Regions from separate parts of the Mus musculus genome. Here all the other regions are linked to region 1. The links are chromatin contacts, called in public HiChIP or PLAC-seq maps. All regions are on one chromosome and are shown on one strand. The core of a region is the stretch at or near the end of the contact, and the rest is flanking DNA. Distances in the headings are between cores, read along the strand shown.

Evidence for each region. HiChIP or PLAC-seq counts read pairs in DNA pulled down with a chosen protein or histone mark.
Region 2: an H3K4me3 HiChIP or PLAC-seq map of bone marrow-derived macrophages shows a contact between it and region 1, with 2.8 times the contacts expected there. The contact joins the enhancer-like site here to the promoter of Dgcr6 in region 1. A contact is called at or near these places in 9 of 39 promoter capture datasets (3T3-L1-derived adipocytes, the HPC-7 cell line, cranial neural crest and 6 more), 2 of 15 datasets of contacts at CTCF or cohesin (the NIH/3T3 cell line and large pre-B cells), 24 of 484 Hi-C or Micro-C datasets (3T3-L1-derived adipocytes, CD8 T cells, bone marrow-derived DN2 thymocytes and 16 more), 17 of 115 datasets of contacts at active chromatin or transcription factors (the HPC-7 cell line, the NIH/3T3 cell line, the SCID.adh cell line and 11 more) and 3 of 9 other capture datasets (adipose tissue, liver and pancreatic islet).
Region 3: an HNF4G HiChIP or PLAC-seq map of pancreatic cancer cells shows a contact between it and region 1. The contact joins the enhancer-like site here to the promoter of Dgcr6 in region 1. A contact is called at or near these places in 2 of 39 promoter capture datasets (the C10 cell line and embryonic stem cells), 2 of 15 datasets of contacts at CTCF or cohesin (embryonic stem cells and large pre-B cells), 1 of 484 Hi-C or Micro-C datasets (embryonic stem cells), 4 of 115 datasets of contacts at active chromatin or transcription factors (embryonic stem cells, large pre-B cells, pancreatic cancer cells and 1 more) and 2 of 9 other capture datasets (adipose tissue and liver).

The regions. Positions count from the first base shown.
Region 1 is chr16:18,063,386-18,067,680 of GRCm38.p6, forward strand. Dgcr6 (DiGeorge syndrome critical region gene 6) reads left to right here and starts at 3,018. Exons shown (of 5, transcript NM_001289814.1): 1 at 3,018-3,214; 2 at 3,311-3,471. The coding sequence starts at 3,105.
Region 2 is chr16:18,193,530-18,197,398 of GRCm38.p6, forward strand. No RefSeq gene overlaps it. Among named protein-coding and RNA genes, the nearest start is that of 4933432I09Rik, 18 kb to the right of the region's middle. Within about 2 kb of position 1,637, at least 123 of the 459 cell types and tissues checked have an H3K27ac peak or open chromatin away from gene starts, as enhancers often do. A contact at or near this core is called in CD8 T cells, the HPC-7 cell line, bone marrow-derived macrophages and 8 more, where this site is marked.
Region 3 is chr16:17,813,696-17,817,692 of GRCm38.p6, forward strand. It overlaps the pseudogene Zfp520-ps. Among named protein-coding and RNA genes, the nearest start is that of B830017H08Rik, 17 kb to the right of the region's middle. Within about 2 kb of position 1,811, at least 112 of the 459 cell types and tissues checked have an H3K27ac peak or open chromatin away from gene starts, as enhancers often do. A contact at or near this core is called in pancreatic cancer cells and pro-B cells, where this site is marked.

The DNA of each region.
Region 1 (4,295 bases), core at 1,768-4,267:
AGACCAGTCTTATGTGCACAGCCCAACAATATAGCACGACTTGCTTTCCAATACCTTTGGCTGCTGTATGGTATTTCATAATCCACAGTGACCAAGTGTGCCTCTAGTCTCCACAGTCCCATCAGCAGCTGTCCTAATGCACCTGCTCTGCTGTCACATGACAACACAGTCTAAGTGAGTGGTGAGTGTATCCTCTCCCATAAGCTGTGTGACACATATGTGACATGAATAGGATGAATGTCCCCTCTTTAAGTCACTGCAGGGTTTGGTATATGCCACAGTGACATAGTGCATCTGAGGTTTATGATCTTTGATGTTACATGACATCCTCAGTAACACTGTAACATGAATCAAGGTCTGGTCCATCTGTGAGCTCTTATAATTATTAGATAAGTATTATATATTAGATGTGTTATGTAGTGACACAAACTGACAAAAAAATGTGCCTCAGTTGTCATATATCATATGTAACATGGTGCAAGCCAATTTGAGCCTTCTCTGAGCTGTTGGGTAGTACCATGTATTACACAGTGACATGTGACTGATGCCTCTCTCTTCTCAGCTGATATATATATATATATATATATATATATATATATATATATATATATATATATTTAGAGAGAGAGAGAGATCTCAGGCCTGTATTCCATCTTATATTGTACATGACATTTTATATAGGTTGAAGGCCCAGACCTGATATGCTTACAGCCTCCTTGGTCTAACAGCTGAGAAGAAACACATTCCTTATTCTCATAAGGACAGATTGCAGCCCTGGCATCACAATATCACAGGTGACATCACCTTATCCCTATGGCAGACTGTGGCTCACTGTCTGCATGCCATCTCTGGACTGCCATACTAAGCAACAGGGAAAAAGCTATTAACTCTGGCCTCCACTCCTGATCATCTTAATGTGCCACATATGCACAACGGCCTGATGTGACACAGCACAGTGCTCTCTAGTCTCCTCTGGGTCACTGTGGAGAATCATTACGTAATATGGCAGTCTCCATCCATCCTCCCAGCTGTCATACGATGTCTTACATGATTTAGTGACATGATATGTCAGAGGCATGTATCTTCCATTAGCTGTCATGTGATATCACAGATGGCATGGTACCATGGTTGCTCTAGCCTTCATCCTTCTCAGCTGTCATAGGCTGTAATATGTGGCCTACGGGACATTGTGGGGTACACACTAATACTATGTGTTTCAGGCATGTGTCCCTGTTTAGGATCTGTTTGTATCCTAATTGGTGTGCTAAAAAGATGTTCAAGGATTGCTCACACTCCAATATCCAGAGTTGAGTATGTGAACAATTAATGACTTTCTTTTGGAGCCAGGGTCTACTGCATCTCAGGCCAGCCTGGAACTCACTATGTAGCCAAAGATGCCCCTGCGCATCCGACCATGCCTACAATTCCTGAGTACTGGAATCACAGACATGCGCCACCATGCCTGGTTTCTGTGATACTGCACATAGAACCCCACTGCATCTTGAATGCTAGGCAACGCTCTACCAACTAAGCTACATCCCCAGCTGCAGATCGTGACTTTTAAATGTCTGATTTAAATGATTCACCATAATTTGGTATACTGTCAACATTAAATTACAGTTACTTTGGAGTATATTTATTCATGCAAATTATTTCTCCATGCACAGGTGTTTCAGAGGCTTTTCTATTGCTGCGAGGACACCATGAACAAGGCAACTTACAGAAGGGTTTGTTGGGGGTCTTACAGCTTCAGAAGGTGACTCCAGGACCACCATGGTAGAGAGCATGGCACCAGCCAGGTAGGCAGGTATGGCCCTGGGGAAGTAGCTGATAGCTTATATCTTAATTCAAAAGCATGAGGTGGTGCTGGTAGTGATGAGACAAGAGAAAGAGACAGACAGACAGACAGACAGACAGACAGACACACTCACACAGAGAGACAGAGAGTCAGAAAGAGACAGACAGAGACACAGAGAGAGAGAGAGACAAAGAGAGACACAGAGACAGAGGTAGAGAGACATACAGAGACAGACATACAGAGACAGACAGACAGACAGAGAATGTATGGATGGTGTATGTTTTAAAATCTCAAAACCAGCCCTCAGTGACACTCTTTCTCCAATAAAGCCACACCTCCTAATCCTTCCTTAGTAATTCCACCAACTGGGGACCAAGTTTCCAAATATCTGAGGCTATGGGGTCATTTGCATTCAAACTTCACAAGGTTTCTTCACTGTAATTTATGTTACCCAGATCTGAATTCACTACTTCAGAGCTTATCGTGGCAAAAGGGAAAACAAAAAGAAAGTAACCAGGATGATTCAACAGAGTTATATTTTTAAAATAGTAATAAAAGGGAAAAAGATGGCACATCAGGGAATGTAATTTTTATTTAAAAAAACGCTGTAGGAAGGTGTCATTTCTCTTATTCATGCTGCAAACTAAATTATGAATGTGGACACTGTCAGGGGCTGGGGCTGGCTCAGTAGGTAAAGGACTGTTGAGCCAGCATGAATTCAACTTCACAAGACTCTTTTCTCATCTACTCTCCACTTCCAGGCAGTCGCTGAGGTTTCCTTGTGGGGGTGGGGTATCCTTTAACGCTAATAAAATTGTCCTAAAGTCTTTTATTAATGAGAATAAGAACCCTAAAGAGAAGCTGGCTCTCCTCCGTACTGTTTTCCTGAGGTCCCCCAGGGTGGATCACAACCCGCTGGGAGTGTCCAGCTTCCAGTGGCCTCAGTCTGCGCACACTAGGCGCAGGCCAGACTGGCTTCTTTAAAACACCCAGCAGGCCAGAGTTGCTTCTTTAAAACACCAGAATGCAGAGCCCTGGGCGCGCACCTCCAAGGTCAGCACCACTTGGGAGCTCAGCGAGCCCCTATTTCTTCTCCCTAGGACAAAGCGCTTACAAGCAGTCTCCCTGGTGGGTGGAGCGCGTCTTATTGTGCCTGACGCACCACGGTGAACGGCCGGAGACCGACCGGAGGGGCGGGGCGCATGCGTCGTTCGCGCTGGAGAATGACGTGAGGGGGCGGGGCGCGCCGGGGCACCCTAGGAGACCGAGTAGAGGGGCGGCGGGGGACCGCGCGGTAAACCGCGCGATGGACCGCTATGCGGCCGCCGGGGATGAGGCGGCGGATCGGGCCCGGCAGCAGGAGCGGCACTACCAGCTGCTGTCAGCACTACAGAGCCTGGTCAAGGAGCTGCCCAGGTGCGCGGCGACGGGCGGCGGGAGGACCGGGGCCGGGGCCGGGGCCGGAGCCGGGGCCAGGGCCGCGGCCGCGCTCACCCGGCGATCTACCCGCAGCTCCTTTCAGCAGCGCCTGTCCTACACCACGCTCAGCGACTTGGCCCTGGCGCTGCTCGACGGAACGGTGTTTGAAATCGTGCAGGGTCTTCTGGAGATTCAGCACCTCACTGAGAAGAGCCTCTACAACCAGAGACTGCGGCTGCAGAACGAACACCGAGGTGCAGGGGGCGACGGGACCTTCCCTAGGGCGTCCCTAGCCGCGGGAGCCTCGGGTCAGGGGGTGCAGAGCCATGCTGATCCTTTTAGTCTGCTGTCCAGAAACTTCTTACTCGCGTTCCCTAGAGTACCCACATCCTCCTAGGCTTGATGGACCTCGCTGCTTGTAGGTCTGTTGATAGCTGTGTGCTACCACAGAGATAATCCATTATTCCAGCACCTTCCCATTGAGTATCAGGCTTGATCACCTCCTCCTATAAATTATACTAGGCATCTTCCGTTGTACCATCAGATCTCCTTTCCATTTTATTTGTTCAAGCTTGACTCGGTTCAAACATTTTAGGAAAGAATAGTGTGACGATGTCCCCATGCTACGTTATAGATCTTTGGGCTTTGTTATTGCTTTGGATTTTGAAACTGAGGACTGAACCCAGGGCTTCTCACCTGCTAAGCAGGTTTTCTATATTGGGCTACATTTACATGCAAACATACTCTGCCTTTCTGGCAATGCCTGTGTGCTGCCAGACAGGATTTTCCCATTAGAGATAGGTGTTGGATTTTGTTGAAATCTTTTGCAGTTCCTGTGGAGATGATCAGATGGTTTTGCTGTTACTCTCGTGAGACATTGATTTCTAAATCCCAGAAAGGAATTGTATTCTAGGAATGCATCTTGTAATATTTGTGTGGGGATGAAGGTAATGCCTCAGAATGTGTTGAGAAGTCTCTTGTTCTCCGAGAGCTTTAGTTCTTCACCAAATGTTTGAGTGGCTGTGCTTTTTCTTTTTTTTTTTTTTTTTTTTAATAATTTTTTTTTTTAGATTTATTT
Region 2 (3,869 bases), core at 387-2,886, 130 kb after region 1:
GGGGGAACGCACCCTCAAGCTGTGAGCCACGGTAAAACATTTCTTTCTTAAGTTGCTCTCCTCAGGTACTTTGTCACAGCAACTGGAGAGTATGCAGAGGACACCATGTTTCCAGGAATCCAAACCAACCGTACCCCATGCACAGGCACACACAGCCCTCTCTGTGTCTCCAGCCCTGGTGTGTCCCTTGGAGCCACAACTCCCATTCCCCCCACATTGCCTTACCCTCCCCCCCCCACCCCCTACCCCCACTCCCACCTCACCCCTGAAGAGAGGAGGAGCCTCCAGGGTCACAGCAGGGCTCCTGCCCCACGTGTTTGTCCAGTCCTGTGTGGTGACTGTCTCCAGAGAGCCCGACCCAACAGGAACAGAGGTGGGAAAGACTGTGGGGTGGCAACTAGAAACCCCTTGTTCCTGAACTGGTGCTATAAGGAGATCCAACTGAAATTCCCCAGTTGGGAGGTGTCTGTCCTTACACACAAAGTCAAGGCACGGCCTAGGCACAGCAGTGTGGCAGTCCTCATAGGAATCGGGGCCCAAAGTATCTGTATTGCCGGACCCAGGGAAGTAACTGCCATGGAGGGTCACAGAGCCCTGTGTCCAGTAGACAGGACAGGAGAGCCAAAACATGGCTGCAAAGGCCAGCCCTTGCACAAGGGACCAGAAAGCACAAAAGCTGCGCCCCTCAGCCTGAGAGTTTGTCTCCCATCCTTCTGGGCCAGCTTCCAGCACTGAAGATCCACCAGCTTTCCTGGTTTACCATGTGCCCGTCACACAGCTCTGCTCAGGCTCAGGCAGGCCAGAGACAGTGCTCACTTCACACCTTCCCCTCCCACACAGTTCTTCGGAATACAGTGGCCACTGCCAGCAAGGACCCCTGGGAAATCAGCTGATGCCAATAAACCTCCCTCGGATACCGTAGGGTCCCCAGTGTACCATTGCTCTTCCACATCAACCAGTCCACCGCAGCTGTGTCTCGGAGCCCTCATCCATCAGAGGCGGGGTCAGCCCAGGGCTGCTTTCCCACAGCCTGTAGCCCACCCAGAGCTCAAACCCTCAGTAGTGCCTCTCAGCACTTGCCTGGCTCCATTGCTGGGGCTGCAGCTCATCCAGCATCATGGTCAGGAGTCGGGTACTGGCTGGGCTTGCCACCCGCCAGCCTGACATTTCCAAATAGGCTAGCAGTGCTTTGTCAGCAGGCAGAACACGCACTGTCAGCAGCTCCCCAGATACCAAATGCCAGTGTGGCTACCCAGGCATGGCAGGATGAGGCCTGGACTGGGCGTGGGTGCAAGAGCTGTGGACGGGAGTCCTGGGGCTGCCCTGGGGAGAATGAGCTGATCTTTGCCAGCCAGCCAGCTCCAGTCTTTTCTGGCCAAAACCCCGCAAGGCTCCACCCTTCCCTCTCTCATAACAGGTGTCCACCGTAGCCCTGGGTGGGCCTCAGCACCCAGCAACTCTCGTTGGACTGTATAGCCTGCTTCTCCCCAGGTGTCTGCACGGTCTAAAAATCAAAGCCACGGCTACCCCAAGAGTCCCAGCATGGGCTTTAGGGAGCATTTCCTACCACATTGCTGGGCCCAGCCTGGACAGCCAGCTGGGACTGGGAGAGCAGACAACAGCCAGCTCCATGGGCCCAGGCAAGTCTATTGAAAGAAAACGTGGGTGAGGCCAAGCCCCGCCCACAGCTCCACAGTTCCCTGGAGGGCCTCACCCACCAGCAGGTTGGCATTCAGGGTGGGGAAGCAAAGACAGTGACTGGAAGATGAAGTGTGAATGACTCACGGGTGTCACAGCTCCTTGACTTTCAAGGAAGTTAGAATAGACTGAAGCCAGTCCTAGATTGTGGTAATTGCTCATAGCAGCGCGGGCCAATTAGCATGTGACTGAGGAAATGAAAACAAGACTTTTTTCTCCTGTTAAAATATTTCAATACAAAATGTAGGAGGCTCTGCTGCTAAATGGAGTCTGCCTGTGAGGAGGACACTGTGCAGGAGACTCACTTGGGTCCTAGTACACATGTCCCAGGAATATGACCCCTGCCAGTACATGACCCCAGGAGGACATAAGCCTGGGAGGAATTCACGTTTACTCCAGCCCACGTGGAGAGTGCCATCCAGTTCAGTAATTAACAGTCATATTGTGCCCGGTGATATCATCAGCTGGGGCAAATCAAGGGGGGGGGGTGAGATGGGCAGGGGCAGCTGGGGCAGCTGGAGCAGGTGGGGAGGTAAGATGGGCAGGGGCAGCTGGGGCAGCTGGGGAGGTGAGATGGGCAGGGGCAGCTGGGGCAGGTAGGGCAGCTGGGGAGGTGAGATGGGCAGGGGCAGCTGGGGCAGGTAGGGCAGCTGGGGAGGTGAGATGGGCAGGGGCAGCTGGGGCAGGTATAGATGGTAGAGCAGGTACTGCTGGGTAGCAAGATAATACCTGAGGATGTGAACTGATGGAGAGGAGACCTGGGTCTGCAGAGCAGGTGCTGGGCCCTGTTCCTGCTGTGGCTGGAGTGCAGCAAGGAAGATGGAGGCTTCTTGGTCTTTTGCTCAGAGTCCCCTCTTCCCCTGTGCCTCTTGGGGACTCCAGCACCTCCAATAAGGTCCGAGCAAGTGCAGAACTTTTATCAAAGGCTGTTCCTGGCAATGCCCTACTGTGGACTACCTCCCCACTTTTAGCAGGGCCTCATCTGCCTCTGTACCCATAGGAAGGTATTGGGGCTCTGGTGGTATAGTCCCCGCAGCTGGCAGCCCCAGCACTCCCTTTGTACTTGTGTCTTCCTTGTGACACCCCAGAGCTGGCAGAAGACTGACAGAAGCGAGCCAGGGCCCCTCAGCATACTGGGCACATCACCTCTCCCTCTCTGCAACTCTGCAGCATCTTTGAGCTGGTTACCATCAGCATCCCTGGGATCACAGTCACAACATATGAGTGGGAGGCTAAGTCACTGATCCCAACAGTTAGAACATAGCAGGGCCACCTTCTTAGAGTTGAGTCCTGACAGACAAGCTTACTGGGGCAGGACCCTGCCCAGCCTACCTTGTTCTCAAAGTCAGTTCTTCTTCTTGAAGGTCTTCTCAGGGCTGTGGATACCCACACTTGCTAACAGGGCTGCCAGGCCTAACTCAGGCCGATTGGTGGCTGATTGATGGGTAATTGTTTTACCTCTGAACAACCCAAGCCCCATAATTTCAAGGCATAAATCCCAGCCTGTCGGGCTTGGCTGACATGCAATGACACCCAGAATTAAACGGGAGCATAACAATTAACAGCCCATAAAAGTGTTTCTAACGGAGCTAGCCAGGGAGCACTACCAACAGGCTCCATCCCCTGGTGGGGATCCACACAGAGGCCATGTCCAGGAGGGAAGCGCTGCTCACTCTTCTCACCAACAGCTCCCACTCCTGGGATAAAATCACACCCTGGATTCAGCACTGCCCAGGCCCACACCCTGCTTGGGCGAGGCCCCTAAACCAGAGATCCTTAATCCTGCCACCCCCTCAGCTCCTGGTATGACAGGCACTATGAGCCCCCCCCCAACCCTCCCCAGTCATTTGGAGGTCACTAGTGAACATGTGCAGCCATATGCAGAGGTAGAAATCAAGAGCCAAACTCCAAGCGGCCCACAATGCCCTACCCAGTCATTCCCACAGCTCCATCTACCCTACCCTACTCTACCCTACCCTTGTTCCCAGTGTCACCATGCTCAGACAAGCGCTCATATTCAGCCTCACACCAGGGTCATTTTGGAGGAAACCACACTAAGAGAGGCCAGCAGGCTGTCCCCAGGACTCCCGTGCGCTTCACTCTTAGGACCATATGGAGGCCTACAGGGTCCAGAGCTCTTTTAGAGAATGTTCAGCCCACTCCTGCTCCTG
Region 3 (3,997 bases), core at 561-3,060, 250 kb before region 1:
CACCCATGTGTTCATTTGCAGAGGCCAGAAGAGGACATCAAGTGTCTTGTTCCATCACTCTCTGACTTTTTCCTTCAAGACAGGAGCTAGGATGGCAGCCAACAAGGCTCAGAGATCCTCCTGTCCCTCCTTGATTCAGCATTGGGAGGGTATGTGTGCTCTGGGGACTAGAACTCAGGTTTTTATGTTGTCACCTCTGTGACATTTCTCCAGAGCTTTTAATTTGTGTGTGTATCTGTGTGTGCATGCTTGTGGGGAGACACCAGGTGCCTTCCTTTATGGCTTTCTACATTAGTTGTTTATTTTGAGATGGTCTCACTATAGAGCTCTGGCTGGCCCAGAACTCTCTCTCTCTGTAGACCAGTCTGGCATCAAACTCACAGAGATTCTCCTGCCTCTGCCTCCCAAGTGCTGATATGAAAGGCATGAGCTACCACATGTGGATCTACTTTATTTTTCAAGCCAGGTTTCTGTGGATGGAGAGATGGCTTGGTAGAAAGTGCACGGACTGCTCTTCCAGAGGACACGGGTTTATCCAGTCCTAGGGGATCTAATCTACTTTTCTGGCCTCTGTGGGTACCAGGCACCCAGGCAATGCACTAGCATACATGTAGGCAAAGCACCTAAATAACAATTAAAAATTCACTGGGAAATGTCAGGGTCTCACTAGTTCAGCTAGACTGGCTGGCTGGAGAGCTTCAAGAGCCTGCTGGTTCCTGTTCTGCTCAGAGGTGGGCGTACACCTGTCCACTACACCTGGCTTTCACACAGGTTATGGAGGTGCACACTCAGGCCTTCACACTTGCATGGCAAAAAGCAGTTTACCCACTTACACATCTGCACAGCCCTTATTTTCTTTTAAAAGAAAATGCCAGCTGGGAGGAGGTGATGCACACCTTTCATTCCAGCACTTGGTAGGCCAAGGCCAGTCTGATCTGTGGGAAGAGTTCCAGGACAACCGGGGCTACACGGAGAAACTCTATTTCATAAATAAATAAATAAATAAATAAGACAATTTTTAAAAAGAAAGGAAGGAAGGAAGAGAGAGGAGAGAGAGAGAGAGAGAGAGAGAGAGAGAGAGAGAGAGAGAGAGAGAGAAGGAAAAATGCCTGTGTCTAGCTGCAAAAACTCTCATGGCTCTGGCCCCACTAAGCATGTTGGTAGGATGACTTCTTCCCTAGCCATGACCATATCTAGTAGGAGGGAATGGCTTGTGAGAGACTACTTTAAGGTCAAGCCAGGCTTTTTCACCTGGAGGGACAGTCGTCTGGCTCTGAGAATCTAGAGCTGATGACTTGGGAGAGTGGGGAAGTAACCGGCGAGTGTCACCCTGATTGACAGATTTGTTCTCCAGGGGTCAGTTGTATCACACACAGCTTTGCTATGCTCAAAGCATTTATGGGGTCCATGCCACTCGCCTTGGTATTCCCTGCATCCAGCAGGCTGCCAGGCATGGAGCTCAGCAAGCCCCTATTGAACTCCTCACAGTGCAACCTCTGGCGCTCCAAGTGTGAGTTCCAGCAGAAATCCTTCCCGCCCTGGAAAGCCTTCTCTCCCGGGGTGAACCTTCCTGTGTGTGGTAAGACAGTGGTTCTGGGTGAAGGTCTTGCCGCACTTGTGGCATTTGTAGGGCTTCTCGCCAGTTTGGCTGCACCATGAGGTAGGAGTACAAGCTGAAGGCCTTAACGCACTCGAAGCACCGGAACGACTTCTCCCCGCTGTGGGTGCGCTGGTGCACCCCATGTCCCAGGGGCAGCAGAGCCGCACTCGCAGTACTTGAAGGGCATGTCGCCGTGTGCGCCCTCTGGTGGAGGGCGAGGCCCGCGCGCCTGTGGGAGGCCTTGGCGCAGTCCCAGCACTTGAGTGGCTTGTGGCCACGGTGGATCTCCTCGTGCACGGTGAGCGAAGAGTGGCAGGCGAAGGCCTTGCCACAGCCGCACCTGCAGGGCCTCTCACCCGTGTGGCCGTAGAGGTGGCGGGTGAGGTGCGTGCGCTGGTTGAAGGCCTTGGCGCACTCGGCGGCGCATGCGTAGGGTCTCACCCCGATGCGCGCTGGGCGGTGCGTGCTGAACAGCGAGCTGCCCCTGGAGGCCTTCTCGCGGGCACCGCGCTTGTAGGGCCGATCGCCCGCGTGCACCGCGGGTGCGCGTTGGGGCATGAGTAGCAGCGTGGCTGCGCTGGTGCTCCACGAGGTCGGCGCTCCAGAGGCCTTGCTGCACTCGTGGCATCTGAAGGCCATTGCGCAAGTGCAGCGAAAGGGCCGGGAGCTTTGCAGGAATACCTTCCCGCACTGGCTGACTTGCTCTCCGCAGCGTCAGTGCCCACCCACCTCATGCTGTCTGTGCTCTCGTGTAGATTGCCTGGGCTCTTCTGACGGTTGCTGTGCTCTTTGGTGGTTCTGAGGCAGTCCCTTTGTGGACTGGATGTCCTTGCTGCATCTGGCAGATGAGTGTTCAGTGAGAGTGCCTTGATCAAAGGAGAGGGGGCACCCTAGAGGGACAGCCTCCTCAGTCCCACTGTGGCTGCCAAGGCTCTCCTTTATGAGGTCGCTCCCACTAGCAATAGGAGCTGGCTTCCACAGCGCAGCCTCGCTCCCCAGTGCAGTGTCATTCTGCAGCTCCCAGGCCAGGATACTACCTGGGCTGCCTCCCATCTGACCTGCCTGAGAATCAAAGCCTGATATAGCCCTGTATTGTAAATGTCCTCCAATTATCTCAGGCTCCACCTTCCAATCTCTAAGAGATTGAAGCAGAGTTTTCTGTACGGAGCAGAAGCATGGCCCTGGAGCTCAGACTGGGTTGCTGGACTGGAGTTGCAAATAAACCAGAAAATTAAATAGAAAACCAAAAGCACCCGGAAGTCCAGAGGCACAAAAGCAGAGTGCCCAAGTGAACCGCCAAAGGAACTCTTCCAGCTGAAGACCCAGCCAGGCTTCTAATCAATCCCCGAGGGCTGAGATCAGGATCAGGTCTCGGGATCAGGAGCTGATTCAGTCCCAGATACATCCACCCACAGATTGCACTGGCATAAACTCAAGTCTAAAAATGTGAGCCAGCAGTTCTGTGGTGCCTCAGGGGAAAGAGGACTGCCTCCTCTCACTCTTTAGTACTCCGTCCCAACAGCTGGCGCTGCTTGAACACATCAGAAACGTAGCAGCAGACCTCTTGATGGGTTTGCCTCCTAGGATGTCCTCTGTGGAGCTATCCTGTGAGGTAGTGCGTGTGCACAAGGGCTGCCCCAACCTCACTTTCCTTGCTCACCTCTGACCTCGGCAGTGTGCTATATCTGACTACTCAGGAACAACTCCACTGTTGCCTCTGACCGGGGAGATTCTCACCTTACTCTGCAGGAGTTTAGTTTGAGATAGAACAGTGCTTCTCAAAAAGATACAAGAAGTAGGCCTGGCATGGTGGCTCACATCTTTAATCCCACTGCTCAGGATGCAGAGGCTGTTGAATCTCTGTGAGTTCGAGGCCAGCCTGTCTACATAGTGAGCATAGGACAGCCAGGGCTGTGTAGAGAGACCCCTGTTTCAAAAAACAAAAATAAAACAATCATACAAGAAGTTGCATTTTCTCTTGGAGGAGACCAGACAACCAAATTAGATGGGTTGCACCCACTTATCTGCACTTGGACTCCAAAAAGGGCCTTTTCCACTACTGGGGTGGCCTCTGTGCTGCTGAGAGACTTACTTTCTAAGTCTATTTTCTCCACAAGCTCTCAATATAGTATAGGGGTTCTCAGCTACAGAGGAAGGGGACAGTCAGAATTGACTCCTGAAGGGTAGAGAGCAGGCAGCTAGATGCAGGATGAGCAGGAGAGAGCCCATGTTAGGTGTGCAGGCAAGAGTGGAAGTGAGGATGTGAAGGGTAAATTCTAGGAGAGTGGCCCTTTGAGTGCAGGGGAGGAGGGACTGTGGCAGAGGGTCCTGGGGAGACACTCTCACCACACGATGAGTAGTATATATAAAAGGGAACATTAAAGATGACTCTGTGCA